2 separate regions of the Gossypium hirsutum genome follow, and region 2 is linked to region 1. A link is a contact called in public Hi-C data. All regions are on one chromosome and are shown on one strand. Each heading gives the region's core, a stretch centred on a gene start, on an enhancer-like site or on the middle of the called end of the contact. The rest is flanking DNA. Distances are from core to core; before and after follow the strand shown. Region 1 holds the start of LOC107939857 (protein MODIFIER OF SNC1 11). Region 2 holds the start of LOC107893896 (protein IQ-DOMAIN 1).

Region 1 (3,008 bases), core at 280-2,779:
TGGCTTTCCTCTTCATGTCCTCCGATTGCTTAGATGCTTCTGATCCATTCATGCTGGGCACAGTGCCGAACCTGCAAAATGGTTGGTCCACACTCAACAAGTTAGAAACAAAAAGAAGTCAAAAAATGGAAGGCAACATCCACAGCTACAGCTTTACCACCAACAAAACTCTTCTATTACAACATTTTAAGGCTCTGTTACAGGAAAACACTATCTTTCCAGCCATTTTCAAATTGGTTTGCACGTTCCCATCAAGGAACACTAGCAACCCAATTCAGTAAGATTAAAGTCCCTTAATAAATTGTTCACTCCAAAATTATAACGTAAAACAAATCATTCAGGAACTTCAAAATTTATCTATTCATTTAATTAGAATTATGTATTTATATTAAAAACCACACACACACACACACACACAAAAGTTCCAAAATACTTCTTATATTCCAATTCATAGTATTTTGTTCTTACTAAACTTAGCTGGATAAGACTACCCTATCGAATTAGGTTTCACAAAAGTAGCAAGTTACCTTTCAATTTTCGTTTTGATATCAGACCGATCTCCAATCCTTGTAACACTGTTTTAAGAAGCCATATAGTTTCTCTCTAATTATATAGAACTAAGTTAGGATTTGCCTTAAATTGCCAAGTTGTCCCAGGCGAACATGCAAGCAAGCTTAGTAACTAGGTAAGACTCTGATCTGATAGGGTTATACTCACCTCTAGAGAATCAACGGATAAATTAATAAAATCCAAAATACGATAAGCTCCAACATGAAGAGCAAGACAAAAGGAAAAACTAGAGGAACGAATTCAATAGCAATAATGAATGGTTCTAAGCACCTCAAGATCCAAGAATCGAATGGCATTTCAAGAAATTTATCCGAATAGACATTTCCAGAAATCAATCAAAATAAAAAATCAAATTCTTCTCTTATCGTTAGAAGTTCTGATCGACTAGGTACAAAACCAAAAAGAAAAACCCTGAATTCCCGATAAACCCGGGGAGATTAAAGTAGTTACCTCTCAGCCCTAGAATTACGCTTCTCTTGCTCAGACAACTGGACCGGTACGCCGAACCGCTCAGCTCGGCGAATCTTCTTCTGGATGTCGTTAACCGGAGCGCTGCCACCCCCAGAGGCGGAGCCCCCAGCAGTCCGGCCAGTCTTCCAACCCTTGCTCTCCTTAAGAGGTACTTCAGAAGCAGAAATATCAGAGCTAGGAGGATCTAACTTATCGGTGGAAGGCAGAGCGGGCTCGGCGGTCTTCTTAGAGATCGGTTCTGCGGATGAATTGGCGACGGAGGATGGAGCCGCGGAGTTCCTTGCGGTAGCGAGGGGTTTATCGGTGGTGGTTGCCATGGGAATGGTAGGTAGAGTTGCGTGAAGAGGAGGAGCCGAGACCTAAGAGAGTGAGCGGTGAGGGTCACTGTCTTCTCTTACTCGCTGGTTAAGGATTAAGGAAAAAGGCTAAGGATTAAACAATAAAGGCAAGAAGGTTTTTCGTTTCGCCTTTCTTCATTCGCTGTTGTTGGGCCGGATGGCCTGCTAAGACCGACTCTCAATTAACGTACTTTTTATTTTGAGTTAGAAGTTAATTAAGGATAAAATTAATTAAAAATTTAAAAATATTCAGTTGAATCGAGTTCTAGCTGGTTTAACTGGTTTGTAATGGTTTTTGATTTAATCATTTCAAAATTTCTCTCTATATTGATCATTCGGTTACTTCCAATCCAATGGACTAATCGAGTCCTGTTCAAACAACACTGATTAAAATATTCTTAAAATTTAGTCATTGTACTTAAAAAAATTAAAAAAAGAAGTCTTCTTATTTATTTGATTTTAAGATTTCAATCTAAATATTAATATTATTTGTACTTTTTATCAAAATTTATCAAATTGATATGTTAATTAAATTGTTCTCATATAACGTCACATATGATTGGCTAAAAATAAATATGTTAAATTTACAAATTTTGACAAAAATTAAAAACAACAATAATGATTAAACTAGAATTTTTAAATTGAAAAAGTAGAATAATTAAATTTTTAACATTTAAAGTATAGGAACTAAATCTCAAATTTTAAATAAGTACATGAACTAATAGCATATTTTAACAACTAAATAATTAAAATAATTTATTGAGAGAGTTATAATGGTGTTAAATTTTTTTTAATTGTTTCTTTAGATTTTTAAACATACATTAAGAGGATTATAATCTACAAAATTATTGGATACACCTGCAAGCGAGTTGAAGGTTTACTAAAATAGGTTTGCTTAGTTTCAAGTCTCAAGACAAGAACTCCTTTGTTTCAAGACATAAACATCGAAGTTAAAGGTTTGAAACATGATAGATATGTCTCGAGACCTATCTAGAGACATAAGATGCCAAGTCTAGAGATATGAACCCCAATGTCTCGACATTCTATCATCGAAAAAAATTTAAAAAAAAAAAATCAAAGGGATAACATGTCCTAAGACATCCAATTGAGTTTTGATTCGAGTTTGAACCCCATATAATTGATCTGTCTCAATTTACAATGGCAAGTTAAGCTCTTTTCATGACTCAAGGAGCTTGTATTCAAGTAGTTTTACGTATTTAATGTTTATTTTAGAATTATTTAATTTTTAGTTTTAATTGAATAAAATGATCTTTCAGTGTGGTTTTATGACCTATTAGGCCAGTTTGGGCCTAAGGGAAGATTGATGTGTTGATTGAGTGTGTAGGACATCGTCTTAGGCTGAAGAGTTAATCCCTAAAATGTCACAACACCAAATATGGATTTCGTGACATCCAACTTCGAAGCAAAAAGGAGCTTCAAGGCATTAATATTGCAACAACCAACTATCACTGTCGTGACATCCAACTTCAAACCTAAAGAAATTATATTCAAAGTCTAATGTCACAACAACCAATTTTGAAGCAAAAAAGGGGTGCAATCAATGTTCAATGTCGCAACATCAGTCCTGTGATGTCGCAACACCGGTTCAACGAGGCCCAACTTATAGAT
Region 2 (3,008 bases), core at 179-2,678, 540 kb after region 1:
GTAATTGATAAGAACTCATACATTCCCCTTCTTGTATAAATAATCCACAATAAACTCAAGCCATTATCAAGAAAAAGTTTCATAAGGGTGTTTTTGGAATGTATCATTGTATCCTAATAAGAAGTTGCAACACATACAAGGTAAACTCGGAAAGCGGTTTGAATTTTGATGGCTGCCACTTCTTCATTAGATTTTCCAGCAAACCGTGGACCTGTGTTGGATTGACGACGAACGACATCCGCAACTGCCTCAGCTGGAGCGGCCAAAGCCACAGCAGCAGCAGCAGCAATGGCAACTTCCACAGGGTAAGTTTGCTCGCTCGGTTCAACCTCGGCTTCGATTAATTTCGCCTCTTGTGGCTGGGGAGGAGGGGACAACTTGAGAGTTTCTAAAGTGGCTGCATCAGAATCATTGGAACCCCAATCCACTTGCTTTACCAAAACCTTTTCTTTGGATTTCTGAAAAAAAACATAGCAATAAAGAAAATTAAAAACACTCATTGAAGACTAATAAACTGTGGGTAATTTATAGCTGAATTGGACTTCTTTCAGACCTGGGTTTTCTTTTCCTTGGATTCTGGGGTGAAGGCTTTCTTTAGTGAAGACAACCATTTTCCTTTCTTCCCCATCTTATCTTATCCTAAATGTAATTTTTTAAATGGAAAAAAGAATAGCCTCTTCTGATTGCATCTGGAATAGGTAAAAAATGGTCAACGGTTTCTCACTGTAAAATAGTACTTTTTTTAGAAATGAAAATTCTCATTCTCCAATCAATATTCACAGAAGCAAAATTGCAAATAGCTAATAAATGGTAATAGCAGATCTACCATAAAGCATAAAGGCAAAAATCAAAAATTAAACACTGCAAATTAGGAAGGAAAATGAAATTGAAGTCAAAAAGAGAAAAATCCCATGATTTCTCCGTTAAAATCTAAACAAGTTTTTAACTTAACATAACAAATTGGGAAACAACCCAGATTTTGAAAGACAGTTAACATTACAATGCCACAGAGAATTCAAACAAAAAAAGCCAAAAAAAATGCATCTTTGAATTGGGGTCCATGAAAAAAATAGAGAAACCAAAAGTAGCAAAAACTACCTGAGATTATAATAATGCCCAGATCTCAAAGAACTCGAAGGGTCATCTTTCCAAAATACAAAAAAGAAAAAAAAAAGAAGATAAAAACTTGAAAGGGTCACAGTTTCTTTAGTTGCATAATGTAGTATAGAGAGGAAGAAAAAGATAAATAGATCTTGAGAATGAAGCTTTTGGAGAATATGAAACAGCTGTTTTGGTAGTGTGACCCACTTCTTTGCCCAGTGCTTGATTGGTTGGAAAATAAAACCTACTCATCTACCTATGTTTTCTTTTGCCCCCCCGGCCCCCCCCCCCCGAAAACTTTTGGTAACTAAAACAGTTAAAAAGATAAACAATGTTTTTCTCTATCGTTTTCAAGTTATAATAATGGCATGCCAGTTCAGTGTAACAGTGAAAACTGAAAACTCGACCTTAAAACTTCCAAGAGCGTTGGACTGTAATTTTTTTTTTTTAACCTTACCAAATCAATACAATGTGACCGGATCTATTCATAGAGTAAATATTCACTGACGGCCAGATGAGGTGGCCTGTTATTTTAACCGAATACCAATTATTTTTAATTAAATCTTGATTTAAATATAACTTAAATTTTAAACTAAAATTAGATATAACTAATCAATATAAAAAAATCATATCTTTAATCAAATATAAACATAAATTGAATTCTTTATATTCAAAACTCTTTTTTTCTTTTCTTTTATTTTCTAAAAAATAAAATTAAGCAAGCAATAAATTTATTTAAACCTTCTTGGATATTCCCAAGCAAGTTTGATTAGAAGCCGAACATGGATGAACCGAAGAGAGAAAGGGAGCATGGAACCAAACTGGTTTGGATAAAATTGAGGGTAAGTTTCGTATGGTGGTTGTTTTAGTCATTGACAACGTAGTTTCGAGAGGCGAGAATATTATAAGAAAGGTAGATAAGGTGGCCGTAGGGGTTGGTTTGGAGGTTGAAGGAATGGGCTTGGGAAGCTTTTTTTAGGATGGACTGCCATAAGTCACAACTAGTTAGGTCTTCGAGTGAGACAAGCTTGCAGACTAGGTCATTGAGAAATTCAAATTGGTTCATCAAGGTGGTAGTGGATGATGATGGTATGTAATAGTGGGGTGAGAATCTGTGAGGCAAGTTTTATTTTGGTTTCAACTTTTGCCTTTTCTTATTTCGGAAACATAAAAAAGTTATATTAAAAGAAATGGAAAGCATACAAAAAAATATGTTAAATGAAATGGAAAAGGGAGAAAAACAGAAGGGGAAGTAAAAAAGAATGGAAAAACAAAAAAAAAAGTGAAAAGAACATAAAAGAAAAAATTAAATTGCTCAAAACGAAAAAATATAGGGACCAATTGAATAATTTAACCTAAAATTTTTATTTGAAATGATTATTTAATATGTCATATCAGCTTATCGTTACACCATTAACGATAATTAACAGTTCAATGACTAAAATATTACAAATCGATAATGTAAGTGACTAAGGGTGGGTTTGAATAGGCAGCACGTTTACTTGCGGTTAGTATAAAAAACGGTAGCAGTGAGATTAGATACAATAACGATACTGTAACATGAGACAAAAAGTAAGCTAAATGCACCGCACCAATCGCCCATTCAAACCTACCCTAAAACATAACATTTCAAGCATTAGTGACTAAAATGTAACTTGAAACAAACAAAAGTGACTATTTTGATAACACATCAATTCAGTAAATGAAATTTAAAAAAGCATAATTATAAAATAAAAATAATATAGTTAAAATTTAATTACATTTGATAATGTGCGATATACATTAATTAAAACGTTAAATTCGACCTATTGGTCATTGTACTTTACAAAAGTTGTGGATTTATTCCATATATTTTAATTTGATCAAATTTTATCCTTATATTTTTAAAAATTTTCAATTTTAGTCTT

The links. A called contact is a pair of places that touch in the nucleus more often than the background predicts.
Region 2: a contact with region 1 is called in a Hi-C map of leaf, with 2.5 times the contacts expected there. The contact joins the promoter of LOC107893896 here to the promoter of LOC107939857 in region 1. A contact is called at or near these places in 3 of 34 Hi-C or Micro-C datasets (callus and leaf).

Annotation. Positions count from the first base shown.
Region 1 is chrA13:38,966,496-38,969,503 of Gossypium_hirsutum_v2.1, forward strand. LOC107939857 (protein MODIFIER OF SNC1 11) reads right to left here and starts at 1,530. Exons shown (of 6, transcript XM_041084672.1): 1 at 1,021-1,530; 2 at 1-71. The coding sequence starts at 1,358.
Region 2 is chrA13:39,504,360-39,507,367 of Gossypium_hirsutum_v2.1, forward strand. It overlaps LOC107893896 (protein IQ-DOMAIN 1), which reads right to left and starts at 1,429. Exons shown (of 6, transcript XM_016819037.2): 1 at 1,099-1,429; 2 at 554-723; 3 at 138-458. The coding sequence starts at 628.